3 separate regions of the Mus musculus genome follow, and all the other regions are linked to region 1. The links are chromatin contacts, called in public promoter capture Hi-C maps. All regions are on one chromosome and are shown on one strand. The core of a region is the stretch at or near the end of the contact, and the rest is flanking DNA. Distances in the headings are between cores, read along the strand shown.

Region 1 (2,850 bases), core at 42-2,541:
TTTAAAACTAACCTCAAGAGTCAGTTTTGGTGGTATGCCAGAGTTTGAATCCAGTCTTAGTTACATAGTGAAATTCCACCAATAAAGAAAGGAAGGAAGGAGGAAGGGGGGCAGAGAAGGAGGGGAAAGGGGGAGGAGAGAGAAAGGGGCAGAGGGAGGAAGGGGGAGGGGAGTTCTCTAATCTCTGGTTAGAAACAAATCATTTCCAAATACACAGTGTATGTTCATCTTTCATTTTTTAATTGAATCCAAACTAAGACACCAACCAAGTCCTTGTATTTTCCTCTTCCCTACTGTATTGAAAGTCTCTATAAAATTCCTGCCTGCTTATCAAATCCTTATTGCAAGAGATCAGAGTTGGTTGGTGATCTGTCTCTCACCAGGCTTGTCCCGCAGAAAGTGCTCAAAGCAGACAAATTGCCTGGACTGCCTACCTTAGAGGCAAAGAAAGGGTCCTACTTGCATGTCTGCAAGCCTAGAGACCCCCAAAATCTCTTTCAAGTCGTAACTTCGCCTTAGTTAGAGAAATGTCTCCTCTAATACCGTTTTTGACAAATAACCACCGAGCTAAAGCACCTTGCACGGTGCTGGGGCCCATTGGTTCACCCTCTCAGTGGCTCTGGGCTGGAGTAATATGCTTGGATGGGTGTCGATGCGCGGTCGCCCAAACGCGAAAGATGCTTTGTAGCATAGGCACTTAGTTATGGTAAGAACCCAAGACTAACAAGCTGATAAGCTGGAATCAAACTTCCAACCCCGTTACTTCGAGATTGCCCTTCAGCATGCAATCCTGGACAACTGTTTAACCTCCGCAAAGCCATGGTTCCTTTGCAGGTCTGTTAGGAGCCATAGTGCCCAGGCCTGGGGCGGTCTGATGAGCAAGTGAGTTAACCCAAGTGAGTTGACCCAAGTGAGTTATAGTACTAGGATAGCGCCCGATGACAGCAACGACATGGTTCTCAACTCTTAGTCTTTTAGGTAAGGGCGCTTGAAACTCCCAAACAATGACAGAGTTTGAATCAGCTCTCCGAGTTAGAAAATTTGAAAGCCTTGGGACTCAAACCTCAGCGCAAGAACGGAACGCGAGCAGGGAGGCGGCGCAGCACAGCTTTTTCTCCAATCAGAGTCCGCAGGGCTGGAACCACGTTTGCAACCTCGTCCAATCTGGTCCCCAGAAGGGCGGGGACGCCTACCTGCACCTGTAGCCTGGCGGCCGCCTCCTGTCCCACCCTGACCCTCCCCTCCTCCTCAGTTCTGGTGTCTTCAGGCCTTTGGCCAACCACCAGCAAGTGGGCAGATGTCTCAGCGCGTTCCTACGGACGCTCAGGAAGGGTAGTGCGCCGGAGTCAGTAGCCCAGGTCCTGTCTAGCTGAGGCCAGAGAGCAGAGTGAACGGGAAGAAAGGACGCGCCCTAGAATGTGAGACTCCCACCGGGAAAGGCTGACCAGACTCACCCTGGGGCGGAGGATCTGACAGTCCCTGCCACCTGAGCGGACCGTGCTGCCAACCCCAGGTTGTTCCGACAGTGTGCGAGTGTCAGGGGTGTTGGGCGAGATCAGCAACAACGATTCCTGCATCTCTCCTAGTCAGCGATAAGGGACACCGCGACTAAGCTTCAGGCACCCGGAGACGCCCCCTCCGTGTTCTAGACAGCCCGCGCGGCGCAGCGCGGCGCCGCAGTGGCCCTGAAAGCCCCTACAGGTGAGTGAACCAGAGTCCCTCTGCGTCTCACAAGGCAGGCCCTGGCGCTACGAAGTCCCTGGAGAATGCTGTCTAGCGCTTTGCAGTGCCCCTCCTCCTGCTGCCAGAGGAGAGGCCCCCCCCAGAACAGTGATCTGCCTACTTTTGCATTATTTGCCATCTTTTCCTTGCGCAATTCTCACAAAGCCTTTCCGTACACACCAAGTTGGTCACTGTGGAAAAGAAAGTGTTGGGTGGCTGCCCACCACCATTAATAAATGCCTTGGGGTGCGGTGTTTTTCCGATCTGCAGAATAGGGAGTAAGACGTTTGTAGACCCCAACGTTGACGGTGCCTAAGGGTGTGGGCGCCTTTCTTAGGGAAAGAACTTTGAGCTGGTTCTGCTTTTACGGTTTTCAAGCCCCAGTCCGAGTGAGTCCTCAGGACATCCCCAGGGAGGAGATGGCGCCTCCCCGTAGGCGCAGAGACTTCCTCTACCAGGCAGTTCCGGGAGAACCTGCAACAACAAACGGCCGCACAAGTTTCCCTCCTGCGCACTGGCGAATCCCAGGAGCGCCGCGGTGCGTGGGCTGCGAAGCGGCGGAGCTGAAACCTAGAAATGGGCGGCGCGCGCGAGCCCTGCCCACTCGTGGTGGCCGTGTCCAGTAGCACGCTCACAGGAAGTGTGCCAAGAGTCTGGCTTGCACTATCAGGAGCGTCTGGGCTCCGTTATTCAATGGTTTTCTGGAGTTCCTGGTTGGGCGCTCTCCTTTGGAGGATGGAAAGGCAACCAGCAAAGAAAAGTACCAGAAGACTTTGTTTACAATAAGTAAAATCCTCAAGAGATAGAGAACTATGAAAGAAGGGTTGGGACCCGCGGCCTTCCAACAGTGTGGAGATTGGCTCTAGGGAGTTAAAGGAAGAGTGGGATGGCGGTTTCCAAGGGAAGTTAAGTCTAGACAGCCTCTGAAAATCACAAGGCAGAAGTGGTTTGAAGCAGTTTGAAGTAAGCACAACCATGAATTTATGCTCCCCGCTTTCTCACTTGGATACACCGCTCATCACCGCTCATCCTAGAAAAAGACTGCAGAAATTTGAGCCATGCTTACTAGCTTGCTCCTTATGGCTTGCTCAGCCTGCTTGCTTGCTTTGCTTTGTTTGTTTGTTTTTC
Region 2 (2,931 bases), core at 398-2,897, 710 kb after region 1:
CAGGTCAGCAGCAATGGGCCAATTCCCTGGGACAAGGGGTCTGGTCTGTGCCTGGATTAGTCCATGGGTTCCCCACACTGCAAGCTGCTAAACCATGGGTAAAGGTCTGTCTGGACTTGTTCCTGGCTTGCTCAAACAGGCCCATATCATGCCAGTCACTGGGAAAATATGCATGAGACTGCCAAGCATGTAGCCATGAGAACGAATTTCGGACCTGACTCCTGGAGACTGGGGTTTGGAGTTATTTGTAGATAAAGAAGCAGGGTGGCCTGAGGTGTCAGAAAAGTGACTATAGGTGAAGACTAAGGACGCATCAGCGATCTTTGTCAGGACCCCTTCACTGGATCTATGTTTCTAAACAATGGTGGCAATAGCATGTTCTGAGTGTGAAATTTTAAGCCTCCAGATTTCAAAAGGTCACCCTTGGATATCTGTGCAGGCTGCAGGAAAGGGCCAGGAACTTAAACTGGTTTACACCTTCAAGTTCCTGAAAAACACCAAGATTGCCACAGCACCCCAGGTGTTATATCCAGTAAAGCTAATAAAAATACGCGTGATCCCTAAAATTGGCAGTAAAAGCAACTTGGAAGCAAATGAAGAGCGTCACAAACCTCCTCTTGCTTAACTTTTGTCTTGGGGATACTGGGTAAACTAGTAACTACCTTGTGTCTGGTTCTTCACCCTAAAAAACAGCATCAAAGATTTCTGGGAGTTGAGAACGTGTGGTCTCTCACTGCATGGAGTTGGGTTCTCTGAAAGAGGGCCTTGAGCCAGGTTCATTGCCCTCTAGACTGTCCACTGTGTAAAAAACCAGCTAACCAATCACAACAATAGCACAAGGATAATGATGGTCTTCTTGATATTTGTGAAACTGGAAGGTGGTATCTCCCGGTTGGGCCCATCATCTGGCTGACTGGCTGTGAGGTGTCCACAAGTTTGGGAGCATCCAACCTATATAACTTCTGCAAGAGCTTTGAGGCTAGAGTTCCCCTGACTGCTCCATGAGGTGGTTATCCAAGTAAAATCACTTTTCCTTTGCCTCTACACCTTGTCTTTCAAATTAACTGGCATGCCCTGAGAAGAACAGCAACTCTGATTCCTATAAATAGTCCGAGGAACATTGGGTCTTGAGCAATATTTTTGTTTTTGCTGTTGTTGTTTGTTTGTTTCTTAAAGACAGAGGCTCACTGTGTATTTTAGGCTGGTCTTGAACTCACGATCCTCCTACCTCGTCTTCCCAAGTGCTGGGATTACGGATGTGCATCACCATGACCCACTAGAGTTATAGTAACTCTAGGTTCCGATTTTATGTGACTTTATATACTCTTCTAAACAATGGGCTGAGGAAGAAGCAGAAGTATGGGTGTTCCAGTGGGGCGATTCGAGCGTCTGGGACAACAGAGAAGCCCACGATCTAAAGGTGCTCGGGCATCTAGGTTAGGACTGCACTCTCAGAAGCCATGTCCTTCTGTGCATTTGTCTGGAGCGTCCTCTTCACACATTTTTGAGCAAGTTGGTGCCCTTCCGGGTTCTCTGCCGAATCTGCGGTTGCAGACGCGGCGGCTGCGCGCGCCTGCGGGAAGTGCGGCTGCGCGCGCCTGCGGCCTGGCTGCGCTATTTCATCATGCACCGGGCGGGCCGCGCGCCGCTTCCGTAGCCGCCCTGCGCACCGCCTAGGCGGCGTGCTCATGCCCTGTCTGCTCCCCTCGCTGCTCAGAGCCACCCGCGCCGCGCTGCCGCTCCTGTCGCCGCCCCGAGTGGTCGCAGCGTCCGCGTCTCAGCGGCTCCTCAGCGCTCCCGCGCAGCCCGCCGCCTCCCGGAGCAGCATGGACAGCGCGGAGGAGCTGCTGGCCCCACTGCGGCTAGCCGTGCGCCAGCAGGTACCGACCCTCGCCCGCAGCCGCGCGCCGCACCCCGCTCCTGTCCGTCCTTCCCCTGTCCCCGCGCTGCGTCGGCATCCGTGATCCTTGGGCCTCGTGCCCTCTCTGCGTACCCCGAATCCAGCCGTAGGCTTCGCCTCCCTCTTTGAGCGCCCCGATGGCTCGGCTCAGCGGCAAGCTGATGCTGCGCGCTTCTTTTCTTTAGTCTTGGGGATGCTTTGGGAAGCGTTCCCTTCTCTTTATCTTCCTTGCTTCAGTGTTTAGCCTGAGGACTGGCTCACGGTCGAAACGTGGCTATGGGGAGGTGTCGACCCCCCACCCCCCTCCAATACTGATGCGAATTCATGATCCCTCTCCTGTCATCTTTCTGCCTTCTGAAGAGAGTGTCTGGAACCAGCGAGCTTTCGGATCAAGCTGGAAATTGTAGATGGACTGACCGAGCCACTCAGTGAAGTCATCCATTCTTAGGGTGGAACACCTGAAAATGTCATTTTGCGGAAGGGAAGGGAGGTTTCTTAGCTGGAGAATCTGGGGATTTAATGCAGATCTCCTTTTTTTACTGTAGCACTGAGTGGTGGTGATCAGACTTAAGAGGGAAAGGAGAAAAGTATTTGGAATGATACCCACACCCAGTGAGAGCCAGAGCTTACAGTAGGGCCCGGCATCCATGACCTACTAGCTGTAAACACCGGTCGGGTTGCGCCTGCTCTGGCGCCTGATGCAATCGTTTGTCTAGCTAAGGAGGGTGGAATCCTGTCTTAAGGATAATTCATTGGAGCTGAGGTGCTGCAGCTTCGAGGAATTCTGCCACTTTGCTCCAGTTTGAGCCCGACTCAGTTAATAGGCTTTCATTTTGATTTTCACTATGGGCTTTATTTTTTCTTTTTTTAATTGTATGTTCTGTACATTCAGTCTCCATCCACCTTCCACTCCCCACATAAATGTATGTGTGACTCCTTTGTTGTTTTGTTGTGACCTAACTCCTTCCTTTGGAACAATACATCTAATTTTGGGGGAAAAAAAAAAGCACACACTGCAAACCCCTCCCTCT
Region 3 (2,776 bases), core at 24-2,523, 880 kb after region 1:
TTACTTATGTCTATGTAAGAAAGTCTGCCTTGCGCTTTAAATGATAACACATTTACTAGTGTGTCCTTACATCTGAAATAGCAGGTCCCCTGGCAAGGTTCCTGATTGCTATCTTCACTTTACCCACATGCAGCTAAGGTGAGTTTGCAGAGACCTCCTTGGAGGGTTAGACGGTGAGGATGCCTGGAAATTATAACTGTCCTAATACAATGACATCCTCAGGACACCAAAGCGGACCATGAAGTCTCCAGACACAGTGCATGTGCCGTTGGCTGTGAGACAATCTTACATACAACATACCTTTCTAATTTTATAAATGTTTTAAGGTTTCTCAGAATTGAATAATCATACAAACCTAAGATTTTGTGAGTATCACTGCCTGGAAACAATTTTAAGAAAAAAATAAGAAACATTAGTTTAGAGAAAATAATTTGTATGTAGGAGTGTGGGTGATATGTGCTGAGTTGAGAGCATAACGTTCCTAAGTTGAGGTCCTAATGCCTTGTAGCATCTAGAATGTGACTTATCTGGAGGTACAGTAACATTAAAGGAGGTTGTTATGGTGAACACTTAACTGTGTTCAGTGTTCTAAGAAGAGATGAATAATAGCACACAGATACATTTAGAGGGAGGCTCTGTAAAGACACAGAAAGAAGATGTCAACGGGAGGGAACTCGAGCCATAAAAGCCCTGGTGCCACCTGTTCACCAGCTTGCAGGCTACATACAGGATTGCAAGGTAGTAACTTTGTTGTTGAAGCCACAGTCTGCGGCGTTTTATTATAGCAGCCCCAGCAAACCAACGCAACAGGCAAAGTACAGTCCTGGAGAAAGTTGAGGTGCTACCCAAGGGACTGGCAAAGACCTGGGCTTCGGCAGTTTCCCATCCTTCCAGTTTCTAGATGCCAGAAATTGGAGTCTAAGCGCCCTTGCCATAACAGAGGCCAGAACACTGAAGTCTGTGTCTCAAGTGAACCCGGGAGGTAACTGCAATCCTGAGGGTGGACTGTCAGGGCCCTGCTTCCCTGCCAGTTCAGACTTTAAGAACCACAGGGTAGGGCGTGTTTCCCATTTTGTGTATGGAGAAATAGAACCTTTGATTAGGCCAGTGACATCCACCACAAAAAACCAGAGTCAGTCAACTCGGCGCCCAGAACTCATAGGCTAAGTCCCGCCTTCAGCTGCTGGCACAGCAACTGGCAGAGAGTAGCGGCTTGGAGGATGCTCCTCCCTCCCTTCTCTCCCGCCCTCCTAGAACGCTTGTTTCCCAGGAAGGGGAGGAGTTCTTCCTGGCGCGGATGCCACCGTCGCCACGGCAACGCCGCTTTACTGGGCCCAACGGATTAAGGGGCCTGGGGCTGCAGGCGGCCGCGTGGCCTCGTGGGCAGCGCTAGCAGCATGGACAGTCTGTACGTGGAGGAGGTGGCCGCCTCCCTGGTCAGGGAGTTTCTTAGCAGAAAGGTAATGTCTGGACACTCCGAAACCCACTAGTATCTTCTTAAGTTGGGGGGCAACCAGTGGTTTCCATTAGCATCTTTGCACCTTCGAGGGTGGGGGGAGCATTCCATGCCTTCTGTTCGCCTCAGAGATTTCCCCAAGAGCGCCCCTTTCTCGGGACAAGGAAACTACATTTCCCAGAAGCCAGCCCTCCCTAATGCAAGGGCACGTCCACAAAGCCAGGCCTGCGCTTGCTTGGCTGCCCTCCCCTGGTCCCCTCTGTCACAGCAGTGCCAGATTGGCAAGGGTGTCCAGGGCGGAGCAAGTTCTCCCAGCCAGGAGCACAGGACATGTCTGTAGAAAAGAACTTTCTAAAGGAAAGTTCTGGACAGGCAGTCCTTTTGATCATTTTAATCAATGATGGAAATTCTAGCTGCTGAATGAGCTTTTGTGGGGGGAATTATGTAAATTCTCTTACTGCCAGAAGAGTTTTCAAAGTGTTTACAAGTTAGGGAGGCTCTTGAGTCCCCCATGGGGGTCTAGGAGAGGAAGGCACTTCCTAGACTCCAGGAGTCCCACACTGGCTTGTAGTTTACACAAAGGGGCTGAGGACTATACACTAGGGATCTGTGCTTCCACATGATGTCATATTGAGCTGGCCCAAGGGGCACTAATTTGAGATTGAAACATGCATGCGTGTGTGCGTGCGTATGTGTGAGTGTGTGTGTGTGTGTGTGTGTGTGTGTGTGTGTGTGTGTGTGTGTGTTTGCATGGAACAAAGGAAAAGGATTTGAGGTCAGATGGTGGAAGTTTAGGTATGTGCTATTAGTTTGAAATGTAAGTTTGACGTTACTACCTCATCTTCTCTCTAACGGGAACTTTTACAGTCCACTCATGTCTGATGAGTGAGCACTAGTGATGCCCAGGCAGCGCCTAGGTTCTCTTTAAACTCTCTGTGTAGCCCAGACTGTCTTTACACTCTCGATTCTCCTGCCTCTGACTCCTGTATTCGGAAGTACGGGGGCATACCAGCATGCACAGTTGTAATTACTTTCGTCACTGCTTCTGCTCTGGGACAGAGACCTTGTGATCACCACAGGCCTTTGCCACCCTGTGTGTACCTCCTAGATGGTGATTGATCTTCTCAAATGTCCCTAACCATCCTGGAAGATAAGTATACTTACAGTATTCCTTTTCATATCAGAGTGTTATGGGACAAGGCAGCAAAGAAACTTGCCCGAGGGTGAGCAGGCTGGACCTTGACGCCTCCTTGCCCTGGATACTTACATACAACACAGGTATTCAACTTTTCACTGGTTTTGCCACTTTATACCAGCTCT

Evidence for each region. Promoter capture Hi-C pulls out the DNA fragments that hold promoters and counts their contacts.
Region 2: a promoter capture Hi-C map of liver shows a contact between it and region 1, with 2.5 times the contacts expected there. The contact joins the promoter of Gars here to the promoter of Prr15 in region 1. A contact is called at or near these places in 6 of 39 promoter capture datasets (cranial neural crest, frontonasal cranial neural crest, liver and 3 more) and 1 of 115 datasets of contacts at active chromatin or transcription factors (pancreatic cancer cells).
Region 3: a promoter capture Hi-C map of cranial neural crest shows a contact between it and region 1. The contact joins the promoter of Mindy4 here to the promoter of Prr15 in region 1. A contact is called at or near these places in 6 of 39 promoter capture datasets (the 3T3-L1 cell line, the C10 cell line, cranial neural crest and 3 more) and 1 of 115 datasets of contacts at active chromatin or transcription factors (pancreatic cancer cells).

What each region holds. Positions count from the first base shown.
Region 1 is chr6:54,325,610-54,328,459 of GRCm38.p6, forward strand. It overlaps Prr15 (proline rich 15), which reads left to right and starts at 1,292. Exons shown (of 2, transcript NM_030024.3): 1 at 1,292-1,701. The region is part of intron 4 of 9130019P16Rik (RIKEN cDNA 9130019P16 gene); the gene reads right to left.
Region 2 is chr6:55,036,354-55,039,284 of GRCm38.p6, forward strand. Gars (glycyl-tRNA synthetase) reads left to right here and starts at 1,648. Exons shown (of 17, transcript NM_180678.3): 1 at 1,648-1,880. The coding sequence starts at 1,689.
Region 3 is chr6:55,202,110-55,204,885 of GRCm38.p6, forward strand. Mindy4 (MINDY lysine 48 deubiquitinase 4) reads left to right here and starts at 1,274. Exons shown (of 18, transcript NM_001142781.1): 1 at 1,274-1,460. The coding sequence starts at 1,398.